Regions from separate parts of the Triticum aestivum genome. Here all the other regions are linked to region 1. The links are chromatin contacts, called in public Hi-C maps. All regions are on one chromosome and are shown on one strand. The core of a region is the stretch at or near the end of the contact, and the rest is flanking DNA. Distances in the headings are between cores, read along the strand shown.

Region 1 (3,660 bases), core at 796-3,295:
TAACTGAGACCTCCGCTTCTTATAAGCCAGTGTAAGATAACACTAGACTTCTGGATCACCCCTACGGTGTCATTGCCTTGATATGGACATCAGAAGGTCATGTTGACGTTGACGCACTCTTCCTTAACCTGCGCAAAGAGCTCCGAGTTCAGATACCTCTCTGCACCACTGGAAAACATTGTCACAATCATCTTTCCCCTGTTCTCCTCTCTTGATGCAACCTGTCAGGAAGGGCATGAATCAGAGGACTGGATAAATAAGTGGATTTATATAGCCTTCACTGTACTATCTGCTAAAAAATAAAATCCTAGACTCTTGGGAAAAAAAGAGCTTGCCTTTAAGCAGGCAGCTGCATTTGCCCCTGAAGATATGCCAACAAGCAATCCTTCTTCCCTTGCCAATCTTCTAGCCATGTCCATAGCTTCTTGAGTAGTTACTGTTACAATTTCATCTATCTGGGATCTATCCAATATTTCTGGGACAAAACCAGGCCCTATTCCTAGGATGTTGTGGAAGGCTGGCTCGCCACCTACAGATCATAGGCAGGGAAGATCTTACTTATTTACAAGCAAAGAAAGGTAGCCAGGTTTATAACCAAACATGTATAGTAGGAATATCATTTATTCAATATATTTATCATAGTAGTAGTTTCTTGCCTGAAATCACTGGACTTTCAGCTGGTTCAACGCATATTAATTTTACAGATGGGTTCTTCGTCTTGAGATACCTCCCCACGCCTGTGATGGTGCCTCCTGAACCTGAAGCAGCTATAAATATGTCCACTTTGCCTGCTGTATCTTTCCATATCTCAGGTCCTAAGGACATTTAGTTCGATGCATTAGTGCTGAGGTTCAGTTTTTAGCCAGGAATCTTAAATAAAAATAAAGAGTAGAAATGTTGCATGGAAGTGTGATCCTGCAGAGGCCAACACCACATAGCAACATTTATTGCATATCATCCATCAATTTATTTCAACATCTTATAAGTTAGTCAGTCCGTAGTCTTCGACTGAGTTTTCCTTATAGTCAAACAATCTAAAGTTACTCAAACGCTACTGCTACTGCATCCAATTTAGTTCAAATATATTGTGTTACCACTTACCAGTCCATCTGAAGTGGGCATCGGGATTTGCAGGATTGGTGAATTGATCTAGAACATACACATCTTCCACATCCTTCTTCATCTGTTCTACCCTATCAAGTAAAGCTTTGAATCCATGCTGTACAGCATCTGCAGGAGACAAGCATGTTACCATCTGGCACGTGATATGAGGGGCATGGTACCTCAGCTCCTTACCAACTAATACCACTTCTACGCCAAGGTATCGCATCAGTATCTGCTTATCAAGCGAGAGTTTAGCAGGCATGAGGGCGATGAACTTGTATCCTTTCTGAGCAGCAATGAACGCCACGCCGATGCCAAGATTACCACTTGTGACCCCCAGCAGTGTTGTGATGCCAGGTGTGATCAAGCCTTTCTCCTCTGCATCTTCAATCAATCTGCAAATTTGTTCATCCATTCATATTGCTGTCGAGACTCATGACGTTACGTATGGTAGATTTGAGGTGAAGAATTTCTTCCTGGGAAGGAAAGTAAAAAAGAGCAGCCACCTGAGAGCACTCCGATCCTTCACAGAGGAAAGGGGCTGGTACGGCTCAATCTTCCCAATCAGCCGAGCACCTATGCTGTCTTTCTCAGTGATGTTTCTCAGTTCTATCAGTGGTGTCCAACCAATGAGCTGGAAGGCATAGAATTTACTTGCAGATTAAAGATAACAAGCTTTGTACAGTGAAGGAATAATGACTATATACAGAGAAAGTAGGCACCTGTGTGATGTTGGTGGCAATGCACTCCCCCTGCGAGGACAGCAGAGATGGTATCCCTTTCCTTCCTTCCTGTGGCTCCATTTCTCTGGTACTAACTCTGCAACAAATAAAACTACTAGAACTTAACAAGCTCGAATGTCTTGGACAAATGGATGAACAGAAGTATGAGGTACTCCAGCGTTCAATGATGTTATATAGCTGAGAAGTCCCATTCTGATGGTATACTACATGGATAAATTAATACTAAATTTGGAGGTTTCAGGGAAGTTTCCCTGAAACTTCCATCCAGATTTTTTTTAATTGAAGTCTGTTGACATATGACACTACATCAGTGTGCAGCATACCAATCAGATATCAAATTCAGAAACCACCGATTGGTTGGAAGCCTAGAACTTGGAACACAAGTTTCCCTGCATGCCAAGAAACCTCCTATGGGTTGGAAGCCTGGAACTTGGACCCCAAGTTTCCCTGCTTATAGAACAAGACAATCAACCATTATGCAGAGGGTAAGCAAATAATTTTAGAACACCGATAACGCCCACACGTGTGAGCGTTAAGGGATCTGGCCACACGTTTTTTATGGTGTCTAAGAGAATCAGCCCACACGTCTACGTGTGGGCAAAACAAGTAATGCCCACACGCCTCTTTTTTTGTCTCGCGGTCCCTCCCACACGCTTCCGTGTGGGCAAAATCGAAAAGGCCCACACGCCCGTACTCATGGTCCCGCATGCTTCACGTAACAGTCATCATGCGTCCTCGCAGTTGCCATGGTCCGGACCCTCTTCCATGTTCGTTTAACTGCAGTTGTCATGTTGCTGAGCTATAGTTGCCATGTCTGACAACTACAGTTGTCATGGTTGCTCAACTGCAGTTGCCATCTCAGGTCAAGTGCTGGATGCCATTTTTGGACAATTGCAGTTGTTGCCATGTATTGTCTGGTCTACTACAGTTGCTATGATTTGAAAAACTTTAGGGGTTGCCACCTACTAGCACTAGGCAGTTGCCATGTAGTACTATAAAAAAGGCATGTAAAAAAACATGTTCGGGTAAAGAGGGAGTTGCCATCTGCTTACAAGCAACTAGGGCAGTTGCCATGTACCCTGCAGAACACATGGCAACTCGAAGTAAAAAGTGAGAGTTGTCATCTGCTTACAAGCACGCTAGGACAGTTGCCATACACGCTGCAACACACATGGCAACTGACAGCTTTGGGTGTGGGAGAAGAGACGGGCGTGTGGGCGAACTGATAAACGCCCACACACCAGCCCTTTTGCATGCGTGAAAACTGGCTTGTGGGCGAACTGCTAAACGCCCACACCTCAGCCGCTCCGCATGGTGAAACGGGCATGTGGGTGACCGGATGAATGCCCACACACCAGCCCAGTCCTACCTGGCATAAAAAACCTGCTAGAACGCACCAGGATTCGTGCAGAAATGGTTGGACGAGGATCCATGCATGTAGGCGAGTTGCCAGAGGGCGTTAGTATTTCCGTAATTTTAATCTGAGCTGAACCATCGACCATCCTGCTGTATATATATGTTATTAAATACTCAAGGCAGTGATGGATTATTTCGCAATTTAGCAGGTCACAAAGTGCCAAATGTAGCCGTTGTTAGACTCTTGGTCTGTGACTTCGCTGCAAGTTGAGACGACTGGTTACGTATTCATGAACTGAAGATGCTGGGGTAATCAACACAGATTTGGCAAGCTTCCCTGCTCTCTTAAAAGATAATTAGTTAAGGTGTGTGCTATAAAACAACTCGCAGTTGTTTTGTTCATGGCCTTGCTATCAAACCTCCACTGTTTTAGTCAGTGTCTTTAAGAAACGTTTGT
Region 2 (3,660 bases), core at 588-3,087, 460 kb before region 1:
GCGTCACAGCCATACAAACCTCTGGGATTTTTTCTAGGAATTATTTGAAATAATAATGCAATAAATCTTCAATAGTTCCAACAAAAAATAATTTTTTAGATATCTTATGCCATTTGCCACACGTCATGCTTCATTCAAACCAGTGACTACTCTCCCCTCCTCCACCAGCGACTTCACCTTCCGGAGTGAGTGAGGAGGTCGGGCCTCTTTACAGGGTAGTTATAGGTGTAGACTTGCCCATGGGGCAACTGATGTTATGTCGTTACATTGCAAGGCTCCGGTGCTTGCATGCATCGCCCGATGCTTGTTGGCGTCGTCCTCGGCCTCTCCTTGATGGTGGAGGTGGACCGATGGCGGTAGATACGGCACTTCCTGCCTCAATAAGCACTGGGTTGCGCCAGGTGGTGTGGTTGTTGCCCTTTTCTTCTGCAGTCGCGGTGCCGGCAAGGAGAGGTGTTGGAAGGTTCACCTTGACCTGGCCTCTTGGTGCTTGACCTCACCAGACCCAAGCTTCCGGCACAGGCGGAGTCATCCCTGAATTTGGGGATGAGCCCCTAGCGTCCTATTATACAGTGGCGGAGACACCAGCAGGGGCATTGCCCCCCTAACATCATTGATTTGATCCTAATTTAGAGATGAACAGTGCCAAATTTAGAAAACAATACATGCATTACCGCAGTTTGTCCCCTGAGATGAAAAGTTTGTGTCATTTGGCCCCCCTGATATTTAATTCCTGGCTCTGCCACTGCTATTGGAGGCATACGATGGGGATCATACACATCATCGTCAATGGATTTGAAGGAGCCACGGAGCCCATGTCGGCTGACCAGCTGTCTCTGACGATCCGTCGCATCCTCGGGACGAAGGGCGGCGAATTTCATTCGTCCTAGCCATGATGTCATTTGGGATGCATTGATGTTTCAAGGTGGTGTCTACGATGACCTGATGTAAAAGTTTCGGCAGACCAACTGGTCTTATTACCGATGCCGGCGAGGTTGGAGCCACGGGGATGCAACTTTGGAGGTGATCGCTATTTTTTTCCTGTTCAGGGTCTTGTTTGTAAATTTTTGAGACATGTTTGTTGTTCGTTCCTTATATAGGGTCCTGTGTGTGAGATGCTTGATTAAACGAAGAAGATTAGCGGACAATATATTTTGCAAGAGCAAGGTGCGTAACACTTAGGGCGAATTAATGGGCTTGTGGTGGTTACCCCGTTCCGGTTGGGTGCAATGGACCATCTTGGCAAATCACATCACATCAGTGTTAATTACGTCCATGTTCCCTCGCGCGCGAGAGCATCTCAGCTAACGTACTAGGAAGGTGCGCCAAGACTGTGACTGTCACTGCCTTGGCACGCACATGCGACCGTGTGATTTTTGTTTTTGGTCCCGTTTTTCCATGACATGTGACAACACGAATTGTCTCTGAGAAGGTGTTTGAATCCAAGAGACTTATTTTAGTCTGATTAAAAATAATCTTTTTAAGAGGTTAAAGTTTCAAATACCCCTGACTAAAATGGGGCTAAAACTAGTCTTGAGACTAAAAAATTTTAGTTAGGGGTACTCCTACTAAAATGTGGATTAGTCCTCTCTCTCCTTATTTAACTTCTCTTTTTTAACATAGACGAGTTCTGGATTGAAGGGTTCGAAGGATAATAAATGTTCATTAACTTGATTTTAGTCTCTTTAGTATTTAATCCAAGCATGGATGAGGCTAACAAGTTTTAGTCCCACTACTTTTAGTCATGAGACTAAAACGTATCCAAGCACCCTCTGAATGCGGCGTATCGTGAAAAAGCTTGACCCGTGCCTTGGCATACAATACTGCAAGCGCAACGAATACCTGTCCTGTTACAACCTGTAGGTAGAGCCGCCTAGGTCCACAATCACGCCTCCCCTCCTTCTGGACGCCATTACCGATCCACTTGACGAGAACTGGCCAACACATTCACGGGTACGGGGGTGCACAATTAAGCAAGGAATGCTGGTGTTGGTATGCTCTCAGACGAGATCACCCGGTCGATCGATATTCTTCCATGCAAAGACTTGCACCTGTTCAAGCGTACAGACACATTTATGGGTAACGTTGTCCTCGCAACGGTCGACATCCTTCCATGGAACGACTGTTCAAGGTTGCACACACATTTTTCGGTAATGTTGTCATATGAGGTGGCCTTACAGTTGTGTAAACTTCTCCGGCAAGGCTAGGCTAGGCTAGCCCGGTGGGTCGTACTGATCTTTTGTACGGCCCCGTCCCCCGTGCGGCGTGGCCGCGCTGGAGCGTCTTGTTCCGGTGACACTGTTAGTTGCTCGTGCGCTCTGTCACAAGTCATAGCGATGCCCAAGAAAGATTTGTTGCAGGTTTTGTGATATTTGGGCGTTCGATGTGGCGCTCTGTCACAAGTCACACCGATGCCCAAGAAAGATTTCTAGAAGCAAATGAATGGGTCCCCGGGGATAACCCTTCCCAGAATCAGGTCCATCAAATATCAAGATCATAAACATGTGCGTGTGGGAGTCCGTAGATATTCTACAGATAAATTAAAAAATTTACAAAATAATTTTGGGTTTGAGAGCAAATTTTGTTGTATTGGACATACAAATGTGTGTGTGGGACTCATTTCTAAGGCAAAACAGCAGCTATTTTCACCGCAAAATTACAAAATTTAAATCTAAAGTTCGGAGCCATGCAGGGCAGAATGGGTGGCAGTTCCTATTTCCCGCGTACCGTGGTGAATAACATGGAAAAGCGCACACAGTATGGGCCAGCTAATGTACAGGCTTTGGTCGTGTCTTTCTCCAGCGTCTTTGAATTAGTGAACATTTTTAAACCCAAGAACAATTTTGAAAATTCACATACTGTTTTTGAATTCGCAAACATTTTTCAAAAAAACTTTTTGAACTCATGAATATTTTAAAAATTCACAAACAATTTTTGATTTTGTGAATACTTTTAAGATCCTCGACCATTTTTCAAATTTATGAACAATCTTTCACTTCGCAAACATCTTTTGAAAGAATTTTTTGAATCATCAAACATTTTTTTGGAATAGTTTGAACATCTTTTATGAGTTTAAAAAATAGTAGTATTTGCTACTAATAAGATGCACATGGTTTTATATTTTGGCAAAGAAAGAAAGGAAATTCATTTATATTTGTGTATAAAATCCGTCATTTTGTTGTACTAATAACTTCTGCTTGTCTCATTTTACCCAGTCCATATGGATGAAAATTATTTACTTAGATGTCAGAAACTAAGAACAAATGATCACTTATGGAAATAGAAGTTTTTCAAAATGTGTTCTAGGTAAGATAGATTTTATTGTTTAGTGAAAGGACACTCATGACTAGTTATTCACATTTCATATTTATTTTAATTTGTTTCGATGGACTGATTTTAGTAGGTATGCGCAGGATGGTTTGCTATTCTAAATATACAAAAACATACTAATAAGTTATTCTTTTATTTTTATTTTTTGTAATAATTCTTCTGTTAGACGAAAATTTAATTTCTTGTTGACAGATTATTATGCCAAGTGCAACTCGACTTGCACCAATGCATGCATATTTATGTACAAACGGATAAAAAAAATCAAAACTCTTAAGCACCAATTTAAGGTTTTTTTGTCAAAGAAAAGTCCTACCAGCTTAGATGACTAGC
Region 3 (3,660 bases), core at 661-3,160, 340 kb before region 1:
AGCGACCATATCGGCATAAAAGAAGTCATGGAGAATTCAAGTCTTGCAAGCGACGATTCAAGCAAAAGCATGTCAACTGAGCAATCACCCATTCACGCCCAACCCCCTTTTTCTGTGTGGGCTTGAATTGCACCACGCAGACAGAGGGAACAGTTGGGGAATGACCTGGTCAAATTGCTCTGAAGAAGTGACGGGTAGAATCACACCTGTACTGGAGTGAACTAGTGTACATCGCTATACCACTTTATCTTATATTATCTTCTCTGTTCCTAAATATATCCAGATGATTTGAACTGCCGGAACGTCTTATATATTTATATTTAGGAACAGAGTACATGATTCGTCCTGGAATTGGTTGGTTCGTTTCAGCTGCCCTTGCAGGAAAACGAAATCAAGAAATCATTCGCAAGAGAAATCCCACAGCACCGGATCCCGCCGAATGGTTCTAACCGAAGATGATGATTGTGCTTGTGCAGGGGCATCGCCATGGGGAATGAGAATCCATTCCTTCAGGAATCAGGACATAGCCATAGAGAATCCGGAATTCAGTGGGCACGGCCTGCCTTTTTTTTTCGCAACACTTGTACTAGCATTTCAGCTAACCAACTCTACTAGCGAGCTTCCTCTTTGGTGTTTCATCTCAAGAACATGACACGGTTCTATCAGGAGCGGATAGGTAGCTGGCTTCAGCCTTGATTATTCTATAAATATTTATGTTTATATAACAATTGTTTTACGGTTTTCGGCTCAAACAAGAAAAATCAGGAGGGGAGTAGAGTGCAGCGTAGCCTTAGTAAACATCGGTGGAGTCAGTTGAGTAGTAATCACAAGAAACATGGCCAGTATGTAGTCTAGTAGTAGTAACAGTATGTATGTATGTAATTTACATCTGACACAATCTTATTCTACATAGTGTCTATATTACATAAGCAGATAGACCATGATACAAGGGGAGGAAAGGATCCTTATGTACAAGGACAACACAGAGAGCTTCTGTCGGTGGCCAACAAGGACAGCACGAGCAGAAGCGCCGCTCACACTAGCGTACATATGTATGCCACATCAAATATTGTCAAAAATCCTACTACAAGAAGATGAAAGGAAAAGGAGGAAGCAGAAGGGCAAAGAAGATCAAGACGCGCGCGCTCATACTACGTACTACTGTACTAGCTCAGCTGCACAACTCGTACCGGGAGCAGACGGAGGCAGAGCAACCTGGATGGATGGCTCGCCGGCTCATCACCAGCCGTAGACGGCGCGGGAGCACTTGACCTTGATCCACTTGACGCTGCGCCGCACCGACCCCTTCACCTTGCCCTCCACGTCGTACACCTTGTAGGCCACCAGCCGCTTCTTCCTCTGCAGCTCCGCCTCCGCCTCGTCCGTCTTGGCCGGGGCCGGGGCCTCGTTGTCGACCAATGCGGAGAAGGAGGGGGTGTAGCTCCTCAGGTTGAGGGAGCGGCGGCCGGCGGAGGACCAGGTGGCTGCGGTGGTGGTGGCGGCGTTGGGCCCCTTGGCCTGGGCGGTGCCGTCGGAGAAAGGCTTGTAGGAGGCGCTGTAGCACCGGAGGTTCAGCCCCGGGGTGGGGCCGGCGCCGGCGCCGGAGACGGTCCTCGTGCTGCCGCTCCGCTGCACGGCGGTCGCCGCCACGGGGCGGGACAGGGAGGTGGTGCTCCTGTCGCGCTGCACCTTGGTGGGCGCGTAGGAGACGGCGTAGGAGGCGCTGTGGCACCGGAGGTCGTTGGCCGGCGCGGCGGCGGCGGTGCTCCTCTCAGCCAGCGACACCGACCTCTCCATTGGCATCTTGTCCCGCTCTGCCTACGTGTTCGCGCGGGTGTGGTCACTCTCTTGTCCGCGGAGCTCTGGCGTGAGGAACTTATGGCTGGCTGGTGGCGCCAAGCAGGCAGATGGAGCCTTTTTATAAAAGTGGCTGGGGGTGTGTGTCGATCAGCTCCGCCAAACATGTTGCACGGAACGGTGCACGCTGCTACCTACAGTGTATATGGTTTGGATTGTAGCAGACCGGTTCCTAGCCCAGGGTCGGGTTGATAGCTTTCTCTCTCAGTTTCCTAGGGACAGGGACGGCGGTATTGCTGCTGCTGCTAGTGTGAGCTCGGTTCATTCGTTTTCTTGATGTTCTTTTGGCCTAACGCACCACGCCAGGATGAGATTTTTTTGCTTTGCGTGTGTGCGCACAAATCATTGGGCAGCCCAAGAGAAGCGTGAGGTTTTTGATTTGTCTGCGTGTGCACAGGTCATAGGGCGGAAAACAACCGTGGGAGTGTAGGGGTTTCTGCAGACGTGCCCGTGCTTTTTAATCGAACCAGCAGGATGGCAGGCAAATGCAACTTTTGCGGTGACTTCTGCTTTCAATAGCACAGAAAGGCAAAAGGTTTCGCGGACGTTGTTTTCATCTAAAATATGCCAAACCTGCTTCAACAATATGATTTGGTGAGTGCTTAAAATCTGACCGCCTCTCACACTCGAGGGTTTTACGGTCCCTAAATCCTAAGGTCTCATTTGGTTTCACATGATCCCACGGGATCCCTGCCTCTTCCCCTGGCCTTCCCCAGGCCGAGAAACCACGGATAATTTTATCCCGGGCAATGCGCCAACGCATTTGGGGGCCCACAAGACCGGGGCAGCCCTGCCCTTTCCACGGCCTATCCCTGGGCGAGACTTCCACGCCTGATGAGATCGGGGAGGAAACCCTTGTCGCTCGGCCTCGCGAATGAGAGGCGGCGGCGGCAAGATCGAGCGCTCCGCCCTCCTCCGTCGAATGCTCCGCCCTTCTCCAGCAACTGGAAACGGCTCACCCCCCATCCCTTCACCTCCATGCTCCACCCCTCCGGCTGGGGAGACGGCGCCCGTTGCGTTGCTGCTTCATGGCTTCTAGTAGGTCGATACTGTTCCATGGCTTCCCATAGGTGAGGCGTGCAGCAGCCCCCCGAATGGTCATGCGAATCTTTCACGTGGTTTTAATTTTGTCAAGAATATTTCGACGAGGGCCTCTCTTCCCCGGGACCATCTCCCCTAGCAACCAAACAAGCCTAAACGTTGTTGATCCCGGGCGAGGAGTGGGGGTGCTAATCACTCTGATTTTTATTTTTTCTATCCCTTCTTCGCTCTCAGCCATTGCTAAGGCAGCTGGCCGCTCTCACCTTGCAACCAGTGGTTGGGGTCACTGTTCATGCCACCATGGTGCCCTCTGGGGGAAGGGGGACCGTGGCAGGGGCCACAAACACCTCCTCGCCCGACCGCTCGCAAGGTTAGGCGTGTGGCGACATCAGTGAGCTTCCATGGAGCTCACTTACGCAATAGAATTATTTGATGCGCTATCTCTTCTGTAATATGTGGGGTTTCAGACATGTTGGCAGGCGTACCCTTAGTACATTCAACGGATTGGCCTAGATGTAGTGGCACTACAGGGGACGATTAAATCTGATTTCCGCGCTCGCAATCTGCTATCAATCGATCCTCTCGAGCGATTTTCTTGAAGCTGGGTGTTTGCTCATGGCCATTCTGGGGGGTATGTTGTTGGGGTTTAAGAAAGACTGTGCTGTGAGATTGTCTCCTCGGATGCCAGTATTTCCCCCCTTAGTGCAGTTATTAAGCATCGGGTCATGCTTCTTCGGTGGGAAATGTTAGTGGCTTATGACC

What was found. A called contact is a pair of places that touch in the nucleus more often than the background predicts.
Region 2: a contact with region 1 is called in a Hi-C map of leaf, with 2.8 times the contacts expected there. The contact joins the enhancer-like site here to the promoter of LOC123137025 in region 1. A contact is called at or near these places in 2 of 5 Hi-C or Micro-C datasets (both in leaf).
Region 3: a Hi-C map of leaf shows a contact between it and region 1, with 5 times the contacts expected there. The contact joins the promoter of LOC123137022 here to the promoter of LOC123137025 in region 1. A contact is called at or near these places in 1 of 5 Hi-C or Micro-C datasets (leaf) and 1 of 1 datasets of contacts at active chromatin or transcription factors (leaf).

The regions. Positions count from the first base shown.
Region 1 is chr6B:304,952,346-304,956,005 of IWGSC CS RefSeq v2.1, forward strand. LOC123137025 (cysteine synthase) reads right to left here and starts at 2,046. Exons shown (of 7, transcript XM_044556559.1): 1 at 1,827-2,046; 2 at 1,611-1,738; 3 at 1,297-1,499; 4 at 1,102-1,230; 5 at 657-815; 6 at 336-529; 7 at 1-221. The coding sequence starts at 1,907. The coding sequence ends at 90.
Region 2 is chr6B:304,490,919-304,494,578 of IWGSC CS RefSeq v2.1, forward strand. No RefSeq gene overlaps it. Among protein-coding and RNA genes, the nearest start is that of LOC123137021, 46 kb to the left of the region's middle. Within about 2 kb of position 1,838, at least 4 of the 8 cell types and tissues checked have an H3K27ac peak or open chromatin away from gene starts, as enhancers often do. A contact at or near this core is called in leaf, where this site is marked.
Region 3 is chr6B:304,614,555-304,618,214 of IWGSC CS RefSeq v2.1, forward strand. LOC123137022 reads right to left here and starts at 1,911. Exons shown (of 1, transcript XM_044556558.1): 1 at 848-1,911. The coding sequence starts at 1,803. The coding sequence ends at 1,240.